Regions from separate parts of the Arabidopsis thaliana genome. Here region 1 is linked to region 2. A link is a contact called in public targeted proximity ligation data. All regions are on one chromosome and are shown on one strand. The core of a region is the stretch at or near the end of the contact, and the rest is flanking DNA. Distances in the headings are between cores, read along the strand shown. Region 1 holds the start of AT4G34670 (Ribosomal protein S3Ae). Region 2 holds the start of AT4G34500 (Protein kinase superfamily protein).

Region 1 (5,524 bases), core at 756-3,255, 58 kb after region 2:
TCTGTTGTTGATCTTCAACGGAAGCTAAAGCAGAAGCAGCTTCTTTCCCCAATATTGTCATATTTGATTTTAGGTCGTGAAGTTTTGCTTCAGCAGATTCCAGTTTCATCAAGATGTCAGGATTACCTTGAGACTCTCTCGCCTTTGCTTGGCGTCTGGCAACTTCTGTAGCCTGTTTGGATTAAAGCAGGCGCATAAGTAAAGTTCTATCATGCGAATAATAAAATGACTAGTTCTTGGAAGAGGAAAAAACCCATATTCTACTAACGGTAATTAAATAGCTTCATGGTATTATCTTTCACCGTACCTGAGCTTCAGCTTCTTGGCGCATTCTGTCATAGCGTTGAGCAAGATGTCTAGCATCCTCCAATGGAGCTCCCAAAACCATTGCCCGTAATGGCTCAGCAACCTAACAAATTCAGGATTGACATATGATTGTAGTAGCCAAACCGCAATAAAGAAAGAACCAAGTGAACACCATGACATTAATTGACTTTTAAAGAGTATGTAACAAATTATTCCAGATAAAAGAAATAGATCTTCCCACAAATGGCAGTCATTCCACTAACAATGGCAGGAAAGTAATTATTTGTGTAGTTATATTGCATGCAACAGATATGTGCTATTGCTTAACACTTTGATGGAAGATGAAAAAGACAAACCTGTGTACCAAGAGCCTTCAACATATTTCCACGTTCCTTCTCCATTTGTGCTCGAGCACGCCCATAGTTCAGTGCAGCCCGTGTTAATACGTTACCATTCGTACATGTATTCTCTGAACCATATTTCCTGCTATCCTCAGACAATTTCGTACCTGATGAAAAATGAGTGCAAAATGAAAGACAGGCCTGTGAGCCAATTCAAGTCTATAACAGACATAAAAAAATACAATAAGTTAAAACTCAAAGGGTCAAAAAAATCACCTATTTCAACTTGTTTTGACCCTGTAACTATATAACCTTCCACACCACGAACAATATCTCTTTGGTAATGCTGAAAACGAAGAACGAATGAGTCCAAAATCAATAGTAATCAAAACTTCAAACTAGTCAAAAGCTTAAGAAAAACAACCTTAGCAGCACGAGTGGATATGTAAAGCTTTTCTAGCTTCTGATGCTGATTGAGTTCTGCTTCATCAGCTAAACCAGAGCCATATCCCCCTCCTCCAAATTGCTTAAAGACAGCCTTAACCATTCCACAAAAACTAAGTCAGTGTACTAATTAACCTCAAACTCAAGAACACAAACACCCAATCTCATGGTAACTTGGAACATGTAGCACCAATATGTTAATCTATCACTACAACATCTTTCAAATCCCAGCTCACAAAACTGAAACGGATTCTCACATAAAAGTATCCTAAATTACCCTTTGACAAAAACTTCTCCAATTCTACAGAATTTTACCCAATCTCACATCGAATCAACGTATTAATCACACTCAGATCCAATTACTCATTAAGTCAAAAACCATCGATCCGAAAAAAAGCTAGCCCCTTTATCATCATCACATTATTGATTCATTCACCAGAAACCAACGACTCAACGGAATCACAAGAGAAGATAAAAACAAAATCTAGAAAAAAAGATACAGAATCGGGATCTAAGCAAATGGGCAAACCAAAAGTTAAGAACTTTAACCTGCTGCTGTCTCGCAACTTGTTCTCTCAACCTGCTAGCTTGTTTTCTAATTGCATCCATTCTTCACCAGATCAAGAGCTATTCACAAATCTTCTTCCTTCTCTCTTTCTCCTATTCTTCCACTTTACGAGTTCCCTCCGATTACTTGGAACAACTCAGAGAAGACAGAGATTCGAAATCGTCAAAAATGGCGTTGAGCTCAGAACAAATTTCTCTGCTTTCGAACACGAAGAAATCAAAGATAGACAAAGTCTCTGTTTCACCAAGAAGGTTAATATTGGGCTCTCTATAATAGCCCATTGGGCTTGAAAATAAAATCCAGTAAGCTATAAATTTATATCATCTCAAAATAACTAAAAAGACGCAAAACCCTAGACATATATAAATGAAAAGCCAGTGAATTAGGGCTTTCTCTCACTTGTTGAAGCCGCTTCTTCTTCTTCCTCACTGTAGCTCGTCGTCGCTACACCATCTAGAAGACCCTTAACCATGGCTGTCGGGTAAATCTCTCTTCGCATCTCTATATTCCTTGCTTGTTTCTCCAGTCTCTGTATTGGAATCTCTCATTTGATCATAGCTTCGAGTATATCATGTTCTGATTTAAGGTTTTTGTTTGATCATATAGGAAGAACAAGAGGATTTCAAAGGGTAGGAAAGGAGGAAAGAAGAAGGCGTAAGTAACCTATGTCCTGAATAAAATTCTCAGATTTCTAATTGTAATCTGTATATAGTGTTCGTGATTGAATTGTTATGGATGGTGCAGTGTTGATCCCTTCTCCAAGAAGGATTGGTATGACGTGAAGGCTCCTGGTTCTTTCACGAACAGGAATGTTGGGAAGACTCTTGTTTCCAGGACTCAGGGTACCAAGGTAATGTCTTATGTCTTTCTATTACTATACTGGAGAAAGGTTAGAGCTTTCTAGGTTTTGAGTCTATAGTTATCTCATGGCATAGGTCATTTGCTGAATGTGAGGTGTAGAGATGGGCATTTGCTCTTGGTGGCTTTCATTATTGAAGTAATAGGAATTGCATTTGTGATAGAAAAGAGCGTGTTCCTCTTCGACAAATCTGACTTTGTTATCTGGGCTATCTCTTAATTTAAACAGATTGCCTCTGAGGGACTGAAACACAGGGTGTTTGAGGTTTCTCTTGCTGATCTACAAAATGATGAGGATAATGCCTACAGGAAGATCCGTCTTAGAGCTGAAGATGTTCAGGGAAGGAATGTGTTGACCCAGTTCTGGGTAAGATAAAGACCACTCCTTTACTGGCATATTGATACAGAGTGCGGTTTTTAATCTGTGATCTCTGTAGGGTATGGATTTCACAACCGACAAGCTAAGGTCATTGGTGAAGAAGTGGCAGACTTTGATTGAAGCCCATGTCGATGTGAAAACCACAGACGGCTACACCTTGAGGATGTTCTGCATCGCCTTCACAAAGAGACGTGCTAACCAAGTGAAGCGTACCTGTTACGCTCAATCCAGCCAAATCCGTCAGGTTACAACATTATCATACCATGTGCTTACTATTTGGCTTTCTGTAAACAGAAGATTAACATTTTCCTTGTAAATGTTTCTTGATTCTTGTAGATCCGCAGAAAGATGAGTGAGATTATGGTGAAGGAGGCTTCATCTTGTGACCTCAAGGAGCTAGTGGCCAAGTTCATCCCAGAGGCCATTGGAAGAGAGATTGAGAAGGCAACACAGGGCATCTACCCGTTGCAGAATGTGTTCATCCGTAAAGTGAAGATCCTAAAGGCTCCCAAGTTTGACCTTGGAAAGCTCATGGAGGTAGATTGAAGTCACATTAATTTCATCATTGATGCACTAGTCTTGGTTCCAAGGATGTAATGAAATCTAACTCTTTTTGTTTTGGTTTATCTTTAGGTGCATGGAGATTACACAGCAGAGGATGTTGGTGTGAAGGTAGACAGGCCAGCTGATGAGACAATGGTTGAGGAGCCAACAGAAATCATCGGAGCTTAGGGGATTATAGATTTGTTTGTTTTTTCGCTGGCAAAAAAAAAAAAGAACCTAATGTTATGTCGCCATTGGTGTGACTGGTTTTGGACTCGTTTTTGATGGATGATCTTTATTGTTTATCATGTTTTACCTTTTTTATTATATGTCTTAGTTCTTCACTTCTTCTTTTCATTTTTGGAATCTGGATTTGCTCTCTCTTCAAATATTTAAATGGACAAGATTAGGATTTACATCAAAGTCAAACTGTAAAAAGGTTAAAACTTTTGAGAAGAAGTAATCGAAATAAAATAAAATAATTTGCACTACCCCGATTTACCTCTTCAATTATTCGACAAACTAGCAATTTCCGCATCTCTTACACAATTCTTTTTGTATAATTTGAGTTATATAATTTGTTGATTCGAATAATGATCAGTTGTTACTTATTAGGTCCTGGTAAGACATTGAGATTTTGTTACATTTTATTCTGACTATGGTCCGTGATGAATGATTACGTATTCAAATGGATTATGCTTTTGTTAAAACGCAATGATTATGTTCTGTGTTAACTTTTTTTTTCGTCTCTCGTTTTCGTTTTGTCTTATTTTTATGTGAAAGAAAAAATCATTTGGATACATATCTTTTTTTTCCTCATTTATTTTACTTAGTGATAATATAGCAACTAAATTTCTAATATGCGATTTGATGTCATTGATTCGAACAATACATTTGCATCACAATGATAGATTGGATTTTAGGTAAATCTATTGAAGTTTTTAATGTTTTATTAGGTAAAACTTTATAATAGGTTAGATATTATTCTACATTTTTTTGCCTAGAGATATTGCGAATACAAGAATCATTAACTCAAAAACCACTTGCATTGATTACAGGACTTGAAACTCTCTCCCATTTTCTTGACGTCAAAAATGATAAAAACTACTCCATGTTTTATAAAAGATAAGAAAAGGGAAAGAGTGATGATGATGATGCGTCGTGAATCGACGAATAAGAGGAAAATGTGACACGTTCTCTTTTCCCCCATTACGCTCTCGTCACTCCTCACCAGCCTGCTCCCTTTTCAAACTTTTCTGTTTTCCCCCTAATTTTACGAAAATCAAAATAAGTTAAAATGGAATATATACCAACTTTCAAAATAAAAAATCTTCAAAACATATCAATGTGTATATAGCGACACGAGTATAAAGTCCCACACACACAATAAACTAAGGTTGGCAGAAAAAAATATACCACCAAACTAAGTGATCGTAACTACTCTTTCGAAAAAACCAAACCCTAATCTTGTTTTAAGACTAAGACCAATTATACTAAAAAGGAAAGATTTCATAATTGGAAGGAAAGTAGTATACTTTGATAGTTATTAAAAATAAAAATAAAATGTTCAAAAGATTTGGCTATAGTGGTTGCTTTGGTGAACTCCACTCCAACGGTGGTTTGCACCATCTCCATTCCCATCACTACCAAAAACCCACACTTCTTTTTTTTTTTCTTTCTTTGCGTAATGTGGGTTAAAAGGAACTTTATTTATGCTCTTGTTTTTGGGTGTTTGAATCGAATTTGAAATCAACATTTGTTTTTATTTTATTTTATTTATAAAAAATTTGTGTGTTTGGAAAGTTGTAAAAGGTTCAAGGGGTTTCGGTAGAGATAATCTTAATTTGGTTTTTAACACATCGACTTAATCCAAATTGACATCTCTAATAGGATTCAGATATTATTATATCTATCCTGTAATTTTCCATAAAATGTAATCAATATGAGATTTGGTATTAGGGTATGAACTTAATGTATCTTATCGGAAAAATGTTTTCTCCTTTGGGTTACCTAATCTCATATCTAATGCCAAAAATAGCATAACATAGAAGATTGGCTAGATCATATGTGGACATCACCGACTGC
Region 2 (5,408 bases), core at 1,267-3,766:
GCAGAAAGTTAAAAAGGTGTAAGAAGATAAAATGTAAAGAAACAATATGAGCCTGATAACTGAAAGAAGAGAGGGTATCTATATATATACCCAAAAGTTCCCATCACACGAGTTGTCACGTAGCTTGTTTCAGATCCTAATAACTTGGCCAAACCAAAATCAGACACTTTCGCGTTCCATTTCTTATCGAGCAAGATGTTACTAGATTTCACATCACGGTGCACAACCTTAGGTTCAAGCCCTTCATGTAAATAGGCTAATCTGTTCATCAAAAGGCAGAGTTTCAAAGGCCAATCTTAGCTAAAATGCGAACTGAAAAGAAGAAGTAGAAAACAAAAGAAGTTGCACCCTTTTGCTGTTCCAATGGCTATCTTCATGCGGATATCCCACGTAAGAGGACTCACCGGACCTACATCACCGTGTAACCACTGCTCCAAGTTTCCATTATCAATATATTCATACACAAGCATCCTAATCAAGGAACAAAGAAAGAACTAACTGTTAGATTAATTCCAAATTAGAGTTTACTAATTCATTTGAGTTTGTTTGGATTAGCACCTTTGACTTTGAGCACTGTCAGCACAATATCCCATCAGACCAACCAAGTTCTTATGTCTTACTTTCCCAATTGCTTCTACTTCAACTTTGAACTCCTTCTCCGCCTGACCCCTGAATAGAATTATATTTTACCATCATTTAGCAGATTCATTTCTTATATCAAAATCTACAAAACTGTTTATAAAACAATAATATAAGAGTAAACAAGAAGAGAAAAAGTTTCATCCATGCCTCAGGACCAAAAAATTATTATATATATTTTTTTTTAAATGGCATCAAACTTCCAGTGGTTGTCCTGTAACCAACAACCTGACTCTGCTCAACCTAACAATGAATATAATAGATTTCTGTACCTAGATAAAAGATTTATTCATTTTCTTAACCATAAAATCAATCCATGGAGCTTTGGCTAATCAATCCCAAAGTCAGAACAAAGAAGTGACAATCCCACAAAGCAAACAGAGAAGATTCTTTGCAAGCTATTTGGTTCAATGATATCTCATGTTCCAGCAAGTTTTATACTAGTGAAGACCATCTCATCATCTAAAAAAGGTGACAAACTAAAACAAAAGAGATGATAGAGGTCAAAAGAAAAGGAAAAGATTAAAGAAAGCATTAATAGAGAATAAAGAACAAAGCACAACTAATTAATACTATTTCCTTTTGTTTTACTCTTTTAGCTTCACTACACCTACCTAAAAAAACAGCAATTATATAGTTCAATGGTCGGAAAAACATTTACTATATACTCTGAAATGTCTTTAAGTTACTAATTCAGGAGATAAAATGGTTACAGTTGGACCCTTATTCAATACAGAACTCAAGAATTTCATTGATATATTAAAGTCAATGCAGAGAAAGTGGTACTATCTAATTAAACACTTGTCGGAGAAATATAAAAAATCTAAGTTTCGCCATTTTCTTGGGTTTGAAAGCAACGAAGAAGACAACATTAAAAGCATTTTTAAAACCAAGTAGTAAGTACCAATGAAACCTTGACCCAAGAATTACGGAGTCCGTGAAACGAAGTAAATGAACATTTGTCAGAATGAGGCAATGATATATTTAATATACTACCCGATAAGATCCAAATTTCAAAAAACTTGAATTTTGCTCAAAATGATCTTAATCAAAATTAGTAATAATCATTAAAGACATTACTTGTTGTTAAGGAGATTCTTGACGGCGGCGACAGAACCGTCAGAGAAATCAGCTCTGTAAACGACACCGTACCCTCCTTCACCGATCATGTTATCATCAGAGAAGCCACGTGTCGCAATCTCCAGATCTTTCAAGCTGTACCATTTTCCCCATCCCATTGCCTCAGAAGTACCAACGTCACCGCTCGAAGCCACCGACAAAGTATCAAAACCACTTGTCGCTTCTTTGCTTGTGGCGGAGACAACAACAACAACTTCGTTTCCGATTTTACCCTTGGAATCGTCGGAGTTTATGAATTTGCCGACCGTCTTGATCTCCGAGATTTCTTTAGAGACGAGCGGGATCGAGCCGGAGCTGTGTTTAACGCGCATTCTACGAGCGCGTGAGACGCGATTCAAGCAGACGAAGAGGAAGATCAAGAGTGAGATCAAGAGTATGAAAACAGAACAAATCGCGATGACTAAGTAAAGGTTTAGTCCGAAAACGGAAGGTTTTGTTGTGGAGGACTTGTGAGAACCACCACCAGAGTCCGACATCGCGATCACGGAGTAGAGAAAGTCAAAACTACTTCTCTCAGACGGATTAGTTTGGTTTGCTGGAGATTGTTCCAAGAAAGAGAAACGTTAGGAGCAAACAAACAAAAGAGAAAAGACGATGATGACTGATGAGAGCTTTAACAAAAAAATAAAATGAGAGAGCTCAACGGGTAGAATTGTGAGACTTGAGAGAGTGTTTCCTATTTAAGGCATGCGATTAGTGTTTATTACGAGAATGCCACCGAACGAGTACATATTAATGTATAGTATGTTAATGATAGTCTAACTAAAATTTGGTTTTTATTGAAATAGAATTTTGTAAGAATAATGAGGATCTGTAATATAGCTGGATTTGCATTAAATCGTACGCCGTTGGTAATCGAAATTAGTTAAATAAATGTTTTAGCATATAATGTTGGTGCTTCCGACATGTTTATTGGACAATAATACCATATTTTTTCTTTGGGATCTTAAAAAAATTGAGGAAGAAAATAGTAAAATAGTCAAACTTAGGTTACATCATAATGGGCCAATTCTTTGAGTTGTGATTGATCTCCAAAGATATACATAGATTTACACAAGATCAAAAGAAAAACAATTGGGCCTAAACCCCAAGCCCATATCAACGTCCATTATCATTAAGATTCCTTTTTTTCTTGAAATTTGAAAATTTGAAATTCGATTCAAATCTACTCTCTCTGTTTTTTTCCCATAAAAATCTGAAAAACCAGAAGCTTCTTCATCACTTTTCCTCTTGATATCTTCCATTAGTTGGCCGATACACATGACGCCAAATACATCAATGGCGACTCTTCTCTGTTTTTTAGTTATATCAAACTCCCACCCAACCTGCAGAAGAAAAAATGGTGTCTATAAACACATCCCCTTACGATTTCTTCTCTATCTCTCTCACAGTATCTATATATACGCACACAAACCCAGATTCAGTTTCTCATCAGTATCATCAACAAAAATATCAAAGATTCTGCTTTAGAAACTGTCCATGGATGCTAATGGAGGACCTGTACAGATCCGGACCCAAAACTACGTCAAGCTTGGTTATCACTATCTGATCACTCACTTTTTTAAACTCATGTTCCTCCCTCTAATGGCTGTTTTGTTCATGAATGTCTCATTGTTAAGCCTAAACCATCTTCAGCTCTATTACAATTCCACCGGATTCATCTTCGTCATTACTCTCGCCATTGTCGGATCCATTGTCTTCTTCATGTCTCGACCTAGATCCATCTACCTTCTAGATTACTCTTGCTACCTCCCGCCTTCGAGTCAAAAAGTTAGCTACCAGAAATTCATGAACAACTCTAGTTTGATTCAAGATTTCAGCGAAACTTCTCTTGAGTTCCAGAGGAAGATCTTGATTCGCTCTGGTCTCGGTGAAGAGACTTATTTACCGGATTCTATTCACTCTATCCCTCCGCGTCCTACTATGGCTGCAGCGCGTGAAGAAGCGGAGCAGGTAATCTTCGGTGCACTCGACAATCTTTTCGAGAATACAAAAATCAATCCTAGGGAGATTGGTGTTCTTGTTGTGAATTGTAGTTTGTTTAACCCTACGCCTTCTTTATCCGCCATGATTGTTAACAAGTATAAGCTTAGAGGAAACATTAAGAGCTTTAACCTTGGAGGAATGGGATGTAGTGCTGGTGTTATCGCGGTAGATCTAGCTAGTGATATGTTACAAATCCATAGGAACACTTTTGCTCTTGTGGTTAGTACTGAGAACATCACTCAGAATTGGTATTTTGGTAACAAGAAAGCAATGTTGATCCCTAATTGCTTGTTTAGAGTTGGTGGTTCCGCGGTTCTGCTTTCGAACAAGCCTTTGGATCGAAAACGATCCAAGTATAAGCTTGTTCATACGGTCAGGACTCATAAAGGATCTGATGAGAACGCATTCAATTGTGTGTATCAAGAACAAGATGAGTGTTTGAAAACCGGAGTTTCTTTGTCTAAAGATCTTATGGCTATAGCTGGAGAAGCTTTAAAGACGAATATCACTTCTTTGGGTCCTCTGGTTCTTCCTATAAGCGAGCAGATTCTGTTCTTTGCGACTTTTGTTGCTAAGAGATTGTTCAATGACAAGAAGAAGAAGCCTTACATACCGGATTTCAAGCTTGCTTTAGATCATTTCTGTATTCACGCGGGAGGTAGAGCCGTGATTGATGAGCTAGAGAAGAGTTTAAAGCTTTCTCCAAAACATGTTGAGGCGTCTAGAATGACTTTGCATAGATTTGGAAACACTTCCTCTAGCTCTATATGGTATGAATTGGCTTACACGGAAGCTAAAGGAAGAATGAGGAAAGGAAACAGAGTTTGGCAGATTGCTTTTGGTAGCGGGTTTAAGTGTAACAGCGCGGTTTGGGTGGCTCTTCGCAATGTCGAGCCCTCGGTTAACAATCCTTGGGAACATTGCATCCATAGATATCCGGTTAAGATCGATCTTTGAACTCATAAAAACTAGTAGATTGGTTGGTTGGTTTCCATGTACCAGAAGGCTTACCCTATTAGTTGAAAGTTGAAACTTTGTTCCCTACTCAATTCCTAGTTGTGTAAATGTATGTATATGTAATGTGTATAAAACGTAGTACTTAAATGACTAGGAGTGGTTCTTGAGACCGATGAGAGATGGGAGCAGAACTAAAGATGATGACATAATTAAGAACGAATTTGAAAGGCTCTTAGGTTTGAATCCTATTCGAGAATGTTTTTGTCAAAGATAGTGGCGATTTTGAACCAAAGAAAACATTTAAAAAATCAGTATCCGGTTACGTTCATGCAAATAGAAAGTGGTCTAGGATCTGATTGTAATTTTAGACTTAAAGAGTCTCTTAAGATTCAATCCTGGCTGTGTACAAAACTACAAATAATATATTTTAGACTATTTGGCCTTAACTAAACTTCCACTCATTATTTACTGAGGTTAGAGAATAGACTTGCGAATAAACACATTCCCGAGAAATACTCATGATCCCATAATTAGTCAGAGGGTATGCCAATCAGATCTAAGAACACACATTCCCTCAAATTTTAATGCACATGTAATCATAGTTTAGCACAATTCAAAAATAATGTAGTATTAAAGACAGAAATTTGTAGACTTTTTTTTGGCGTTAAAAGAAGACTAAGTTTATA

What was found.
Region 1: a targeted proximity ligation map of shoot shows a contact between it and region 2, with 10 read pairs. A contact is called at or near these places in 9 of 26 Hi-C or Micro-C datasets (callus, leaf, root and 4 more), 1 of 2 datasets of targeted methods (shoot) and 1 of 3 other capture datasets (shoot).

What each region holds. Positions count from the first base shown.
Region 1 is chr4:16,546,595-16,552,118 of TAIR10.1, forward strand. It overlaps AT4G34670 (Ribosomal protein S3Ae), which reads left to right and starts at 2,006. Exons shown (of 7, transcript NM_119633.4): 1 at 2,006-2,140; 2 at 2,266-2,313; 3 at 2,404-2,509; 4 at 2,747-2,884; 5 at 2,955-3,140; 6 at 3,233-3,433; 7 at 3,530-3,955. The coding sequence starts at 2,130. The coding sequence ends at 3,628. AT4G34660 (SH3 domain-containing protein) reads right to left here and starts at 1,900. Exons shown (of 10, transcript NM_119632.4): 1 at 1,641-1,900; 2 at 1,072-1,185; 3 at 924-993; 4 at 663-814; 5 at 308-409; 6 at 1-172. The coding sequence starts at 1,700.
Region 2 is chr4:16,488,538-16,493,945 of TAIR10.1, forward strand. AT4G34500 (Protein kinase superfamily protein) reads right to left here and starts at 2,517. Exons shown (of 7, transcript NM_119615.5): 1 at 1,720-2,517; 2 at 559-669; 3 at 349-471; 4 at 91-261. The coding sequence starts at 2,255. It overlaps KCS17 (3-ketoacyl-CoA synthase 17), which reads left to right and starts at 3,155. Exons shown (of 1, transcript NM_119616.3): 1 at 3,155-5,225. The coding sequence starts at 3,259. The coding sequence ends at 4,722.